Regions from separate parts of the Bombyx mori genome. Here region 2 is linked to region 1. The links are chromatin contacts, called in public Hi-C maps. All regions are on one chromosome and are shown on one strand. Each heading gives the region's core, a stretch centred on a gene start, on an enhancer-like site or on the middle of the called end of the contact. The rest is flanking DNA. Distances are from core to core; before and after follow the strand shown.

Evidence for each region. Hi-C and Micro-C count contacts between places; a contact is called where the count stands out from the background.
Region 2: a contact with region 1 is called in a Hi-C map of whole pupa, with 2.8 times the contacts expected there. The contact joins two enhancer-like sites. A contact is called at or near these places in 2 of 7 Hi-C or Micro-C datasets (both in whole pupa).

What each region holds. Positions count from the first base shown.
Region 1 is chr17:2,862,487-2,869,796 of ASM3026992v2, forward strand. It overlaps LOC101744488 (ribonuclease Z, mitochondrial), which reads right to left. Exons shown (of 27, transcript XM_062673269.1): 11 at 6,984-7,126; 12 at 5,620-5,789; 13 at 5,021-5,204; 14 at 4,643-4,875; 15 at 3,816-3,963; 16 at 2,026-2,142; 17 at 706-798. Among protein-coding and RNA genes, the nearest start is that of LOC101744488, 14 kb to the right of the region's middle. Within about 2 kb of position 4,020, at least 4 of the 8 cell types and tissues checked have open chromatin away from gene starts, as enhancers often do.
Region 2 is chr17:3,020,921-3,028,230 of ASM3026992v2, forward strand. It overlaps LOC101741898 (transmembrane protein 94), which reads left to right. Exons shown (of 29, transcript XM_062673273.1): 7 at 510-662; 8 at 1,428-1,636; 9 at 2,087-2,306; 10 at 2,786-2,983; 11 at 3,621-3,805; 12 at 5,313-5,436; 13 at 5,891-6,025. Among protein-coding and RNA genes, the nearest start is that of LOC119630823, 11 kb to the left of the region's middle. Within about 2 kb of position 3,696, at least 2 of the 8 cell types and tissues checked have open chromatin away from gene starts, as enhancers often do.

The DNA of each region.
Region 1 (7,310 bases), core at 2,770-5,269:
TACTCGCAGTGACCATACATCGGCTTAGCTATGCCCCCTACGCCCTATGCCCAAACTGAGCCGCCGCCTAACACTGAATCTGTGGGCTGGTGAGTAGAATTTCACCTAAGGCTGAAAACTGGGTGACGACATTCATTTCTTGATAGCACGTGGGCTGTACTGTTATGTCGACCGTCTCACCCTTCAAGCCCAGAAATAGGTGGTAAACCATAAGTGGCGTGACTGCGCTGCAAAATGGACGAGTAATTCACCATTACTACCCCATAGAACTAAATAACAATCATCAAGTTTCATGCCGATCTTCTCAGTGTGAAGCCAGAATAACCCCTCGAGGCTACTTGCAGATAGGTAGACAAGAAAAGACAAACCATCGTGGGAAGGCTGGCAGATGTGAAACATTGATATTATTTTGTACAGATATAGATGCATAAAAGGATAGTTTGCAACAGGAAATTCATGTGGCTTAAATAATGAAAAATGAAATATGAATATTAAAAAACAGTCGCTTGCATATGGCGACGCGTCGCCACACCGCACACACTACTACATAGAGGCTGTATATACATATACTATCATACAGTGTGGCGACGCGTCACCACGGCATGCATCGCCATGCCAGCAATCAGTTTTAAGTGCGGCTACAGATGTTTGACATCAAAAACTAAATAACATGTAATCGCGAGAGGTAGATCAGTATTGACTAACTGTAACAGCTCTTGACTGGGGATGACGATTTACTGCGCGGCACTCTTCCGATCACACCGGACACTGTCATGCCCTTGATCTCTTGTCTGAGCCCTGAAACCAAGTAGACTGTGTAGACTACAGTGTGAGATTTCAAATTATTATTGCGGTAATCTGTTGACAATGAAGATCACCACTTCGCTCGTTGGTTATAACTGAACTGAATCCCTGATAGTAATTGTAGGGCGTATTCTTTTCCGGCGCGGGTAGATACCACCTTCCTATTTTAGAGGTTGGGGCAGCCGTTATGCTATATCTCAAGTCAGACAGCGGCATTCACTTAGTGAAGTCTGTGAGGCAAACGGGCATCGAAATGCGTCGAATTCACCGACAACTCAAAATATGAATACAGTTTATGCATATACATTTTCTCTTTTGTTTCATTGTTAACGTTTTGAAGGAAAACATCCAATACTTAAAATAATAATTAGCACCAAAGCTTGTCAACAACTGCTAAATAAAATAAAACAGTTGACCAAAAAGAAAAGTAGTTGACTCATTATTGACCGGATGCGGTAGAGCTCGGCACGCAGTAAGGAATGGCGGGTTCATTTTATTATAAAGGTTATGGGGAGGTCAGTATGCAGCTAATCCTACTGATCGAAAACCAATAATAGCTAAAGCCAATTGAAAGACGATAGGCTAGCGGTCAATAAAATGTTGATTGTTAGTCTCTGCCTATATTTTTTATATTTAAATATCGCATTGTTTGTCCGCGATGAACTTCTAAACTAATTAACTGATTTTAATGAAACTTAGCACACATCGTGTAGTTTGGTCCGGCTTGAGAGATAGGAGAGTTTTTATCTCAATTTATAATCACAATACATTTTTATTGAAAATTATTTGTTTGAGCTGTAGAAGTTCGTAACAGATGGCGGTGTAGATTCGTTTATCGAAATGATACTTTGCGTTTGAGTTAGATAAGTATCTAATAGATAGAGTTTTATTAAAAGTCCAAAAGTTTCATTTACGCTACAATTTGTGTGTTTATATATTTAAATAAAGACCAAGGCTTTATCTTTTTATTGATCTTGAATCATTGAAGTTGGCGCTCTAAAGATAATTTCTGTAATAATACCGTCAGCGTACAATGACGCGATAGTTTAAAAAAATCGATATTTTTACTCATTCAGCCAGTCATATTGAAGCATGGCCAGGCTTACTGGTTTATACATAAAATCCTTTCGTCCGAAAGGTTTGCACTGACAAAAATATAATATTGTATAGTATAAAACGATTCGAATTGTCGCAACTCGTATGTGAGTCCACATCACTAACGGGACGCGTTGCTCTCCCTGTATCTGGCCCGCGCGGTGGGGGACGACGACGCGGCGCGACTGCGCGGACTCTTGCGGTGTTGCCCGCGATCCGACTGGACACTCTCCGCTTTCTCTTCTAAACAAAAGGAGAGTTCTAAGCTTTCATTGTAGAGCTCGCATATGCCACTTAGTTTTTTTTCAGGGATTTTATGACCTGGTAACTAAGACCTTTAGGTGATGTCTTATTTTAATTTATATTCTTATTATATGGATGGAAATATGGAGTGAAATTAAATGATATGGGATAAAATATAATCTTAGTAAAATGGTGGTCATTTACTGAGATTTTTCAGTGGACTTTTTGGAGGATCCCGAAAAGTTACGTCTAGCGGCTTTGTTTCATTTTCCCACATTTGTGCACTTCCACGAATACTAAACGGTTTATAAATCACCGTTATTACACATTTAAACCTCAAGAAACACTAAATAGACAAAATAAAACAAATCACACAACTTCACTCCTCGCGTTCCCGCCAAAAGTCTATAACGGCTTAGCACGTATACAGATTACATATTCACAGATTATATCACCTATAAAATTCAAAAGGAAATAGTCAATTAAAAAAAAAATAACATATTTTGGTCGATTTATTTAGGCAGGTATTAATCGACAATAACAAACTATTACATCTCAATGGAAAGGCAACACGTTACAAGTTTGTAATATAGTATATTGAAATGCAACCAGCATTACGCTTAAACAGAACAATTTTTAATAAGATGCCTCCAATGAACACTACTCTAACTCAAAATTTTGAAACTTTCGTTTTTCACGCAAATCGCTTCACTATTTTAAAAGTATTACAAATCATTATTGATTGGGTTAGAAGCAAGAGTAAATCAGCTAGTTACACAAACAAAACCATAAATATATCTGCAATAATAAAGATTTTATCAACTTTTTTCGTTTAAACGCTCCTTTTTTTTATTTTTTTTTATGGCTTAGATGGGTGGACGAGCTCACAGCCCACCTGGTGTTAAGTTACTGGAGCCCATAGACATCTACGACGTAAATGCGCCACCCACCTTGAGATACAAGTTCTAAAGTCTCAGTATAGTTACAACGGCTGCCCCACCCTTCAAACCGAAACGCATTACTGCTTCACGGCAGAAATAGGCGGGGCGGCGGTACCTACCCGCGCGGACTCACAAGTGGTCCTACCACCAGTAATTCTCTGTAAACCTACGAATTTGGAGTTAGCGTAGTGTTCATTGGAGGCATCGAATACAGAATGTACTTTCTCGACTACATACCGCATTACGTATGTCGTGACGGAATGAACGAGGTCATCTTAATTACAATGCGTTCGGCTATTTTTTTTAAGAAGTACAAAAATAAAGATTATAATATACACTTTTTTTAAATCTTTAATTGAAGTTGTAATTTTAAAGTGACTTTTCATTCCGACACGCATTTGGTAGAATTTTTTTCTAATTTAACTATGCCATTTCAAAAATGACACAGAAAACAAAAATACTAAAGAATATTTTCGTTCTGGCAACAAACAACTCTACAACAAATTCCAACATAAATAATGTCAAGTTTCAATACAAATTTAAAAACTTCTTAAAAATCTTTCATAAATTTTTCATCACATTTTTACAACAAATTTAATATGTGAACGCAATTTCAGTCTACACTTTTAAAATAAAAGAGTAAATACTAGCTACAACTATTGTCTATGGATTTCATATCTGCGATATTCGTATCTGTGGAGTTTTTGAATCGTTTAGTGCACAGCGATGTACCAGGCTGGAAGCTGTGCGTCGATATTCTCCTCTCCTTCTGCTTGGCTCGGCTGGCGGCCTTCATCTCCATCTCGACGCAGTGCTCCGCGAACATCAGCTGCAGAGGCGCGTACATGTGCGGCAGCAGGGCCAAGTCGCTCATTGTCACCTGAAAACAATGTACAGTAGATTGGGGGGAATAGAGTCTAGAGTTAGAATAGGGACAAAACTGGGATGTCAAGCAAGGCCAGGTCGCTCATTGTCACCTGAAAACAATGTACAGTAGATTGGGGTGAATAGAGACTAGAGTTAGAATAGGGACAAAACTGGGATGTTACAATACTTTTGTTGAGTTGTTAGATTTAACTTTGTTGAACTGAAAATGATTAAGAATATTAAATAATTTAATTTAGTCATCAAAGATTTGTAGCTCATTAAAGATATTAGAAAGTTAGGTTAGGAAAAACTCTGTTGTCCCCGTACGTAACCTGATTCACCCAAAGCTATTTTTTTAAATTTTTGTATATGTTTTGTAATGAACTGCCTATTTCTGCCGTGAAGCAGTAATGCGTTTCAGTTTGAAGGGTGGGGTAGCCATCTTAGAACTTATATCTCAAGGTGGGTGGCGCATTTACGTTGTAGATGTCTATGGGCTCCAGTAACCACTTAGCACGAGGAGGGCTGTGAGCTCGTCCACCCATCTAAGCAATAAACAAACATGCGCGTAACGGAAGAAATTAAGATGGCGCGTAACCGAAAAACGTTACATACGTTTTTCCTCCCTACGTCGATAAAGAAGTTTCACTTAAAAAAAAAAGTAATATGTTAGTTGAGGCATGCGGTCGTACCTGCATGTTGTCGAAGGCGACGCCGACGCTGCGGTTGTCGGTGAGCATGCGCGCGCTGAGCCGCGGCAGGCGCGCGTACCGCTGGCTGAAGTGCGTGAGCAGCGTGTAGGCGGCGCGCATCTGCCGGCCCGCCGCGATCGCCTGCGACGTCGTCGAGTGCATCTTCATCCGCGCCTCCAGCGCCAGCTCGTCCTCCATCGTCGCTTCGTGGATCAACAGGGTTGAATTCTCACCTAACAAAAAATAAATGTTTTTTTCATCTGTACCTACAACACCGAACTCACAAAAACTCACAAACGCCCCGCCAGTCGGACTTTTAGTGCTAAAAACTCTAATAAGCGAAAATCTTTGGAATTTTCAATCGAATTTAGAACTTACCAATTTTAATTAGTTCCTCACAGGGCAAAGTGTCGCCCGAATATGTGATCTTGTGCGTCCCGTCCAAGTCTATGGCGACTCCGAAGGCGTTGGGGCAGTGAGATACTAAGCACGTTTTGATAGCTTGAACTCCTATCCTGGCTAGGATTGCTGACGTCATTTCCTCTGTGCTACTATCGTAAAGCTGAAAATAGATTAAATCCTGTTAAATCTTTGTATATAAAAATGAACTGCTGTTCGTTAGTCACGTTAAAACTCGAGAACGGCTGGACCGATTTGGCTAATTTTGGTTTTGAATTATTTGTGGAAGTCCAGAGAAGGTTTAAAAAAAAATGTTAATGCTCGGAATTAAATAAAAATAATTTTGTTTTCCCTTTGATGTGCCCCTCGTCGAATGGATTTCTTTTGTTTGTTTTAAGTTTATTTTATACAATAGTTAGATCTTTTATTTATCGACTGAGGCACTACGAAGTCTGCCGGGTCAGCTGGTCGAGGATAAAAATTCGAAGAAATTATGGCAGAATGGGTTTAAGCCCACAATACTAAAGCAGGGTTAAAGGACAAAGGTCACTCAGTACCCGAAAGCTAAATTAACTCACCAAACTCTGATTAGGTATTAGCGTATAGTCATTTTGTATCCTCTCAAACTGTTGGTTGTAGACGGACAGCCAGGACACGATCTGGCCGGGCGCTAGTAGGTACGCGGCCTCGGGGGTCGCGGAGGATTCTTCGAAAGCTTCTCGCCGAGCTTGCAGTAGTCCTATTAGACCTGCACAACAAATTAATGTATAGGAAATGTCTTTTCAAGTGAAAACTTCTTTAGCATCGTTGTGATTCTAATGTCGATGAAACGAAAAAGCGAGAGTAAGAAGAGACAGACACAAATTAATTTCATAATATTTAACATGGAAGAAAATGAGATAGGAAACATTATACAAGTGTTTCTTATATTGTGCTCTACTTCATACCTAATATTCGTACTTAATACATTCTGAATAAATCTATTTAACTTATACGAAGAAAATGTAAAATAATTATCAAACTTTGTATCACTATGATCATTACTAAAACCTACAATTGAGTCGACTATTATCAAAGCCGGCAATGTGACTTTTGGACAATTATTGGTAAATCAGAAAAACGAATTATTGACTTGGTATTCCATTGGCAGTCACAAAACTCTTCTGAACGACATCTTAGATAAATAACAGGTTAAGTATTAACCTTTATTTAATGCAGGTTTTGAACCGTATTCTTTGAAGGAGACGAATATATTCAAATCAATCTGTATCGACATATCAATAACATTTTTTTGTCCAAATGCACAGATTGCCACCTTTGATAATAGACGACTCAATTATCCTCTTCTCGAAATTTTAAATTTGTCTCATTATCTTGAACCCAAAATTTGTTAAGGTTTCACTTCTACCATGTGTGAATTGCACAGATGTTTATTTTTTATTTTTTATTGTACTAATTTGACAGAAATATGCAGTAGTGGCATTACAACTGTTTATTGCGTAACCCGTCAGCGCGCTTCTCTGACTCGCCATCACAAACAAATGATCACCGCACAGACGCCATACAAATATTTACATACACACGCACTGGGTATAAAAGTACCATTACTGAAATTTCTAAAGACAAACTACTTTTACTAACAATAGCTTTTCCACTTGGTCTAAATACACGGACGAGCTGGCTAGTCTTCACCAGAGCACATACACATCACATTATTCATCCAAAGACAAAATCCCAATTATATTTGCAATTGGAATGAGGTTGCTTCAAAGCAAAATAATTCTGAAATGCTTAGCTGTGCGTTTTCGCAATACGCTCTACAATTACAACAGATTCAAGAAAGCAACGTTTTTCATAAGATTTAGGAATAGCCACAGCGTAGCGTCACTGAGTTTCAGTAATCCTATTAAAACTTGTTTATAATATGGAATAGAGAACTCACCGATATGATGGTCAGCGTGAAGATGTGAAATGTAAATAGCCTTCACCGTCCTCAAGAAGGCATTGACTTTCTTCGGTCCGTAGAACCTGACCATTTGACCGAACGAACCTTCACCGCAGTCCAACACTATTGAACTGTGTTCGCTGTGAATTAAAGGTAAAAGTTACAATAACATAATCTTGAATAGCAACGTAACACAAATAGACTGAGGATACCAATAAGAGCCATATTTAACAAGAATATTTTTAAAATTAAGAATTACAATTTTAAATCCTCATTTAAAATGAAAAAAAGTTCTATGTTCATATTTATGTCGAACTAAATAAC
Region 2 (7,310 bases), core at 2,446-4,945, 160 kb after region 1:
GATGCTGTTTTTTTAATAGATAGTGATTAAAGAGGAATGTTTATATGTATAATAACATCCATTAAATAGTGAACAAAACAATAATAAATTACAGTTTCCGAAGCGAAGCGAGGGCGGGTCGCTAGTAATGAATAAAAGAATAGCGTATAATAAACATAGTGTAACCAAACTGTCCTTTTATCTATATATATAAAAATGAAACCCGTTTTCCGTTGTCACGACATAACATGAAAACGGCTTGACCGATTTGGCTAATTTTGGTCTTGAATTATTTGTGGAAGTCCAGAGAAGGTTTAAAAGGTATAAAAATATGAAAATTCTCGGAATTAAATAAAAATAACAATTTTGTTTTCCCTTTGACGTGTCCCCCGTCGGACGGATTCCTTTTGTTTGTTTTAAGTTTATTCTTTATAAAAGTTTAGGTCTTTTATTTATCGAATGAGGCACTACGAAGTCTGCCGGGTCAGCTAGTCTATTATAAAAAACATTAAATTACAATATCCTTTCAGAATAAAGAACATTGTACAATTCCACATATAAGGGTACCTCATCAGAACAAAGCTTACAAGATGTGCGAGACGCCTTACTTGAAGAATCTAAAGATGGCACTCGAACAAGCAACAACCAGGCCGGTCACTGTTTTTGAGAAACAAAGGTATTTGGTAAGTTAAAATTGTTTTTATCTTGTTAAATCCTTGGCCTACGAATTAAATTAATAATATTTTTCGGTCAGTGATATGTGTCCAGGTGGACTGACGACTTAGTGCGCGCGGCGGGAAGTCGTTGGATACGGAAGGCGGAGGACCGCATTATGTGGAAGGCATTGGGGAAGGCCTATGTCCAGCGGTGGGCAGATAAAGGCTGATGATGATGATGATGATGATGATGATGATGATGATATGTGTCCTAATTTTCAGAGGTTTTTATGTTAACTTGAATGTAAAATATCTTATATTAGGCTTTAAAAGATTCCGTTATATAGATATGTACATACATATGACGTAGAACACTTTTTACTGGTGGTAGGACCTCTTGTGAGTCCGCGCGGGTGGGTACCACCACCCCGCCTATTTTTGCCGTGAAGCAGTAATGCGTTTCGGTTTGAAGGGCGGGGCAGCCGTTGTAACTATACTGAGAAATTAGAACTTATATCTCAAGGTGTGTGGCGCATTTACGTTGCAGTCTTGTTGTCTATGGGCTCGAGTTACAAAACAAACAAAAGAAAAACGAGTTAAATAAAACTTATTAATCTGCTTGTTGTTGTGAGCCCACGTGGATCAGCACTACTATTCTGACGATTTCTAGCGTAAAGCAGTAGCGTGTTCTCGTTTGGGACTTATTGTTAATTTCACAAAAGCTGATCACATATTTTAGCCGTTTATTTCTACCCTCACATAGACATAAATACATTATTTTATAATTTACAGTGCACAGTGAAGGTGATGGAAGGCATAGTGCTGCCCCTGGTCATATCCTTAGTTGTGGTGGCGAGCTTCCTGCGTCACGTGTACCATTTGCCCGGCGTGACCCACTGGACGGAGATATACTTTCTCCAGACCATAGCCGCTTCACTGCCCCTATTGCAAATCGTGTTCCCCATAGCTTGGGTCACGCTTAACTGTTACGGATTGGCGAGGTGTGTATAGTTTGTTTTCACGATTTTAGAATTACGATCCCGCCAGTTAAATTTAGATTGAAAAAATATAAACGTACTTGAGATTAACGCTTTATATTGACTCCATTTTGCTGTAAAAGAAACACTGTTCTGTCAGAATGTCACTTCTAATTCAATTTTACATTCATGGCAGGCATGTTGTAATGTGGTACTGTAATGTAATGCCATACATTAATCTGTTATTGTATGACAGTCGAGGTTGTTTAAGGGATAATAAGGCTTTGAATATAATTTTAATAACAAATCTAAGGGCTTCTTTATTTTTATTGCCCTTTTAGGCAGACGATCATACGGCCCACCTGATGGTGAGCGATTACCGTCGCCCATGCACTTCAGCAATGCCAGAGCTAGAGCCAAGTCGCTGCCTACAGTTAAATGAGAAAAATATTAAATGAGAATTTTTATTTTTAGATTCAAGCAAATAGCAGAAACCCGCCAAAAATACGTCCGTCCGAAGTCGTGTTCCATATCAGAGGACGCGAGCGACCCTCTGCTTCAGGCGCTGAGCGAATCCAGTCTGAAACCGGAGAGCATCAAGTCATTAGCAAAGACATTCTTCAACATCTTGACTGGTAGAGAAGACATGGTATCTAGGACTGCTAACATCGTACATGTCCTGGGATCTTTGTCTGTGAGTAGCATTTTAAATTTCATTCCCAACACAGGTACTGTTTAGTGTTATATTTATGCTAAAGACTAAAATATCTTAAACCGGGGTTCGACTCCCACCAGGAAATGAACCTTGACTCTGTTTTCACTCTTACTTATCACTAGACCAAATGGATTATGCATTAAATGTAATGGAGAATGAATGTAGATGGCATCTGTCATTGCTTGGAGTCACTTAGTGAGAATAAGCTATTAAAAGACCAGCCTAATACAAGACCAACCTAATACAACGGCAACCTAATACAAGACTAACCAATATAAGTAAAGTAATAAAATACCAACCTAATACAAGAACAACCTAATACAAGACCAACCTAATACTAGATCAACCTAATACAACGGCAACCTAATACAAGACTAACCAATATAAGTTTAACGTAATACAAAACCAGCCTAATACAATACCAGCCTATATACAAATCATAACTTATTATTTTTCAGGCTCTATCGTGTGTGGACAAAAAGGGGATATTATCATGGCCAAATCCGACGCCGGAGAAAGTGTTTTTCCTTCGTAATTCGGATCCCACATCGCACAACTCGAGCAAAACTAGTCTGGCCGGCTCCCTGGGTCATCCCGGAGATTCGGTACTGGAACAGCCAGATAACAGGCACCACGAACCGTCTACTGTTGTTGAGGTAGGTACCGCCCTATCTGCAAACTGCAATTATGAATTCCTGAGCCACACACGACAATGAAGAATAAAAATCATAAGCCGTAGAAGATTTGTGAAGTGTTAGCATTAAATTGATGACGCGGTTGAGTTCAAATACAACCATTCTATTAGGTACCGTTCATTCCAGTGTCGACGATTAACGTTGTTGCGTTAATATTAAAATTGCGAAATACTTACACTTAATACAAAGCGGGCCGTGAGCACGTCCACCCAACTTAGCTATATAAAAAACTAGCTTTAGCCCGCGACTCCGTCTGCGTGGAATAGTTACTTTGGCATAATGCTAAATTTTACCCCCACTTCATTTACGTAGAAAGCGAAAATGTTTTTGAATTATGGAATGTTAAGAAGCTATTTAAACCCCTATTTTGAAACATTCTTTATTGGTGCTCCACTTGTATTGGCCTTACCTTGATGTTTTATAGCCTATAGCTTTCCTCAATAAATGAATTATCTAACACTGAGATATTTTTTCAAATCAGACCAGTAGTTCCTGAGATTAGCGCGTTCAAACAAACAAACTCTTCAACTTTATAATATTAGTTTAGATAAGACCTAATAACATTGTCCAGTAGTGAAGCGTTGCCCTCCTGCTGCAGGTGTTAGACCTGACCCACGACCAGAACGCGCCGTTCTGCGTGGAGTTCGACGACCAGCGCTGGCGGCGGCACCTGGCGCTGCTGAAGCCGCTGGGGCTGGCGGCGCTGCTCAACACGTGCGCGCCCGCACCCAGACACACGTATGCGCACTTCTGCGCGCACCTCACCTGCGAAGCTCAGTTGAGGTACGATTTTTTTTATTGCTTAGATGTGTGGACGAGCTCACAGCCCACCTGGTGTTAAGTGGTTACTGGAGTCCATAGACATCTACAACGTAAATGCGCTACCCGCCTTGAAATAAGTTCTAAGGTCTCAGTATAGTTACAAAGGCTGCTCCACCCTTCAAACCGAAACGCAGTACTGCTTCACGGCAGAAATAGGCAGGGTGGTGGTACCTACCCGTGCGGGCTCACAAAAGGTCCTACCACCAGTGATTTAAGTACTTCAAGCACCTGTCATCGTTCTCGTCGAACCCGTCGCTTGCGACGAAGGCTTCGACGAGTAAACTAACCCACAGACACAGCCACTGAGTTTCTCACCGGTTCTTCTCAGTGGGTCGCGATTCCGATCCGGTGATAGATTCTGCGAAGCACGGCTCTTGCTAGGGTCAGTGTTAGCATCACTCCGGTTTGAGCCCCGTGAGCTCACCTACTAGTTAAGGTTACGCTGAAATAGCCTCTCAAGGCTATCAGCTTATGTAGGAAAACTAAATAATAAATATATGAGATTTTCTACAATTTACAGTTTTCTGGTGATTGATTACCTTACGGCTTAATTTTTTAGATCAAAACTCCCATGTCGGAAGCGTTTCAAATGAATATACAATCCTATAGTAGTTTGCAATGTTCACTCTGCACATGTCATTAATATTGCGAGCCGTTTATATGGTATTGCTACCGCGAACAAACTTGTATTCTCATATATAATAGAGTGGATGGAGGGGGAGTGGGATATGATGATACAATTTGTTGGTTTTGAGAAAACGGGCAACAAGCTTTTGTTACTTGTAATTTTTCTTCGTACATAACTCCTTCATCGCATGTGTCACGGAACGTAACTTTTGTGCAATGAGTCTGGCAACACGGTCTCAAGAAAAAACACTTGTCAAATAATATGTGAAGTGAACCGGTTGTAGTTTTTAGTTTTTCGTAAGTTAATATTGTAAATGTGCTAAATACACGGTCGTACGGAAGAAAATGTCGTATTAATCGATAGCAAATATTTTCCCTCAAGATCCGTCACAACAAGCAATTTCTAAAAATAGCCTTTAAACCTTCATTCAATGTATAAAATCAAAAATCTTAAAAATAGTACTTAGCCCTTTCATCCACTAATGTCTTCAATTATAACTCATATTTTTATTGTGTCCATATTGATGAAAAATATACAAATTTAGTGATAACAAAATAACAATCCATAAACAAATGATTGAATTTAAAAATAGAATTCCATATTTTTTTAATGAAATTAATTTGAATTTAGAATTTATCACTAGCCTTACTTTCAAACCGGCTAGTGTTGTATAACTTCACATGTAAAGAAAGGTCTAATATGTACATAATAATATATAAAACAGTTTCATAAAAGTGTCTCTTGTAAACTTTAGTGTTCATATTCTCGATTTCTGAAGTCAGCCCAATTATAAGGAACTTTATTAATGTGTCACCGAAATATATTCAAAATTTATTGCAGTGAAGACTTAGTTCCGGTGACAAATCGCCGTTGTCTCTGCGAGCTGGCCAAACAAATAGGATTCACAGATTCCGTCGCTGACGCCTACAGCGTGCAGCACTGTTTGTCAATATTCAGACATTTGGTAAGATATTTAATTGTTGTTTCCTATAAATGCTATGGGTTTATATACGACAAAGGGAAGATCTTCCACCGAGCGGATGATATTTGCTCGGTAGACCGACGGTCCGAATGTTGTTGTTCGGAAACTATATATATGCAAGCTTTTTTTTTTATTGCTTAGATGGGTTGACGAGCTCACAGCCCACCTGGTGTTAAGTGGTTACTCGAGCCCAGAAACATCTACAACGTAAATGCGCCACCCACCTTGAGATATAAGTTCTAAGGTCTCAGTATAGTTACAACAGCTGCCCCATCCTTCAAACCGAAACGCATTACTGCTTCACGGCAGAAATAGGCAGGGTGGTGGTACCTACCCGTGCGGACACACAAGACGTCCTGCGACTAGTAATAAATATTCAATAAGTGGCTCCGTTTGTCCGCCCCGTATGTACGTAGGGTTGGTTGTGTTGTTACAGCGCGCGGACACCATCCGGCGCGAGACGCGTTTCGTGCGCTCACTGCAACTGAGCACTCGGGTCAAGGTTCCCCTGCCGCATATGCTCGCCGTTCTAGTCAAGGACCACGCTAATCAATTGCAAATGCTCACTCAGGTAACCAATCTCGATTAACTTCCTTACATACATTCTTTAACATTCTTTAAAAGAGGCTTGTGGAGAGTATTAAGCGGTAGGCAGCGGCTTAGCTCTGCCCCTGACATTGCTGAAGTCCATGGGCGACGGTAACCACTCACCATCAGGTAGGCCGTATGCTCGTCTGCCTACAAGGGCATTAAAAAAAAACAGTTTGAGGGGAATAAAGATGAGTTAGACTAGGGAGAAATCTAGGATCAATCCTAGTCCTCGGGGTGGCGCCGCGTGTCTGGTTGTAGTGTTGACCGCGGGAACCCCCCTACTCTGACCGGGTTTTGACCCCGGACGGAGATCGGACGCCGGGTGTAAGAGTGCAGGGGAGTCGTTTAGTGGGTGGGCCCTAAATTCCTTGGGCCCGCGGTCTGCTCTCAACACCTGCAGATCGTTGAGTCTCACATACCCCGCGCGCCCCCTAGGCGCGGGGACCTCGTAGGAGGTTCGGCCCTCGGCCCGGAAAAAAAAAAAAAAAAAAAAAAAAAAAGGGAGAAATCTAGGATGTTACAATACTATTGTTGAGTATTTAGATTTAACTTTGTTGAACTGAAAATGACTTAAAATTAGTGTTTAAAAATTTTAAATAGGTTAATTTGGTCATCAAAGTTTTGTAACTCATTAAAGGTATTAAAAAGTTAATTACCTAAAGTTATGTAGGTACCTAGCTAACAACTAAATAGTGCCAGGCCTATCGAAAAACTCTATTGTCCCCATACGTAACTTGATTCACCCAAAGGCCGAAGTGAATCGGGTCAAGCTAGTTTTTTCAGTTTTTGTGTATGCTTTGTAATGAACTATGTATAATAACGCATCGTATATAAAAATTATAAACCTTCCTCATGAACCATTTTAATCTCAATTTTATTGGTATTACCCTAAGAAAAAACCCTTGAAAATTTGTGTTGGAATTGGAAAGGGTCCCGATTCCCCCCAAATCTACGGTACAGCCTTTAACAATAATAGAACTACATCGCGAATGTTGGATTAATGTCATTAAATCATGTGCGTCTCGGAGGACTACACCTAATTTGAATACCATTTGTTTAAAAAATAATAGAACAAGAACTAAAAAAACATAATTCGACGCTTGAAAGGCAAACGTGACTAAGCGACAATGCGTGAACTTTACAGTAGACTAATTTAAAGTTGAAATACCTGAAAAAAAATCTATTTTAACGAATCTAGCTGTAGGATTGAAATGATTTTAATAGACCTAGAAATATATATTTTTTTGCGCATCGAATATGGTTAT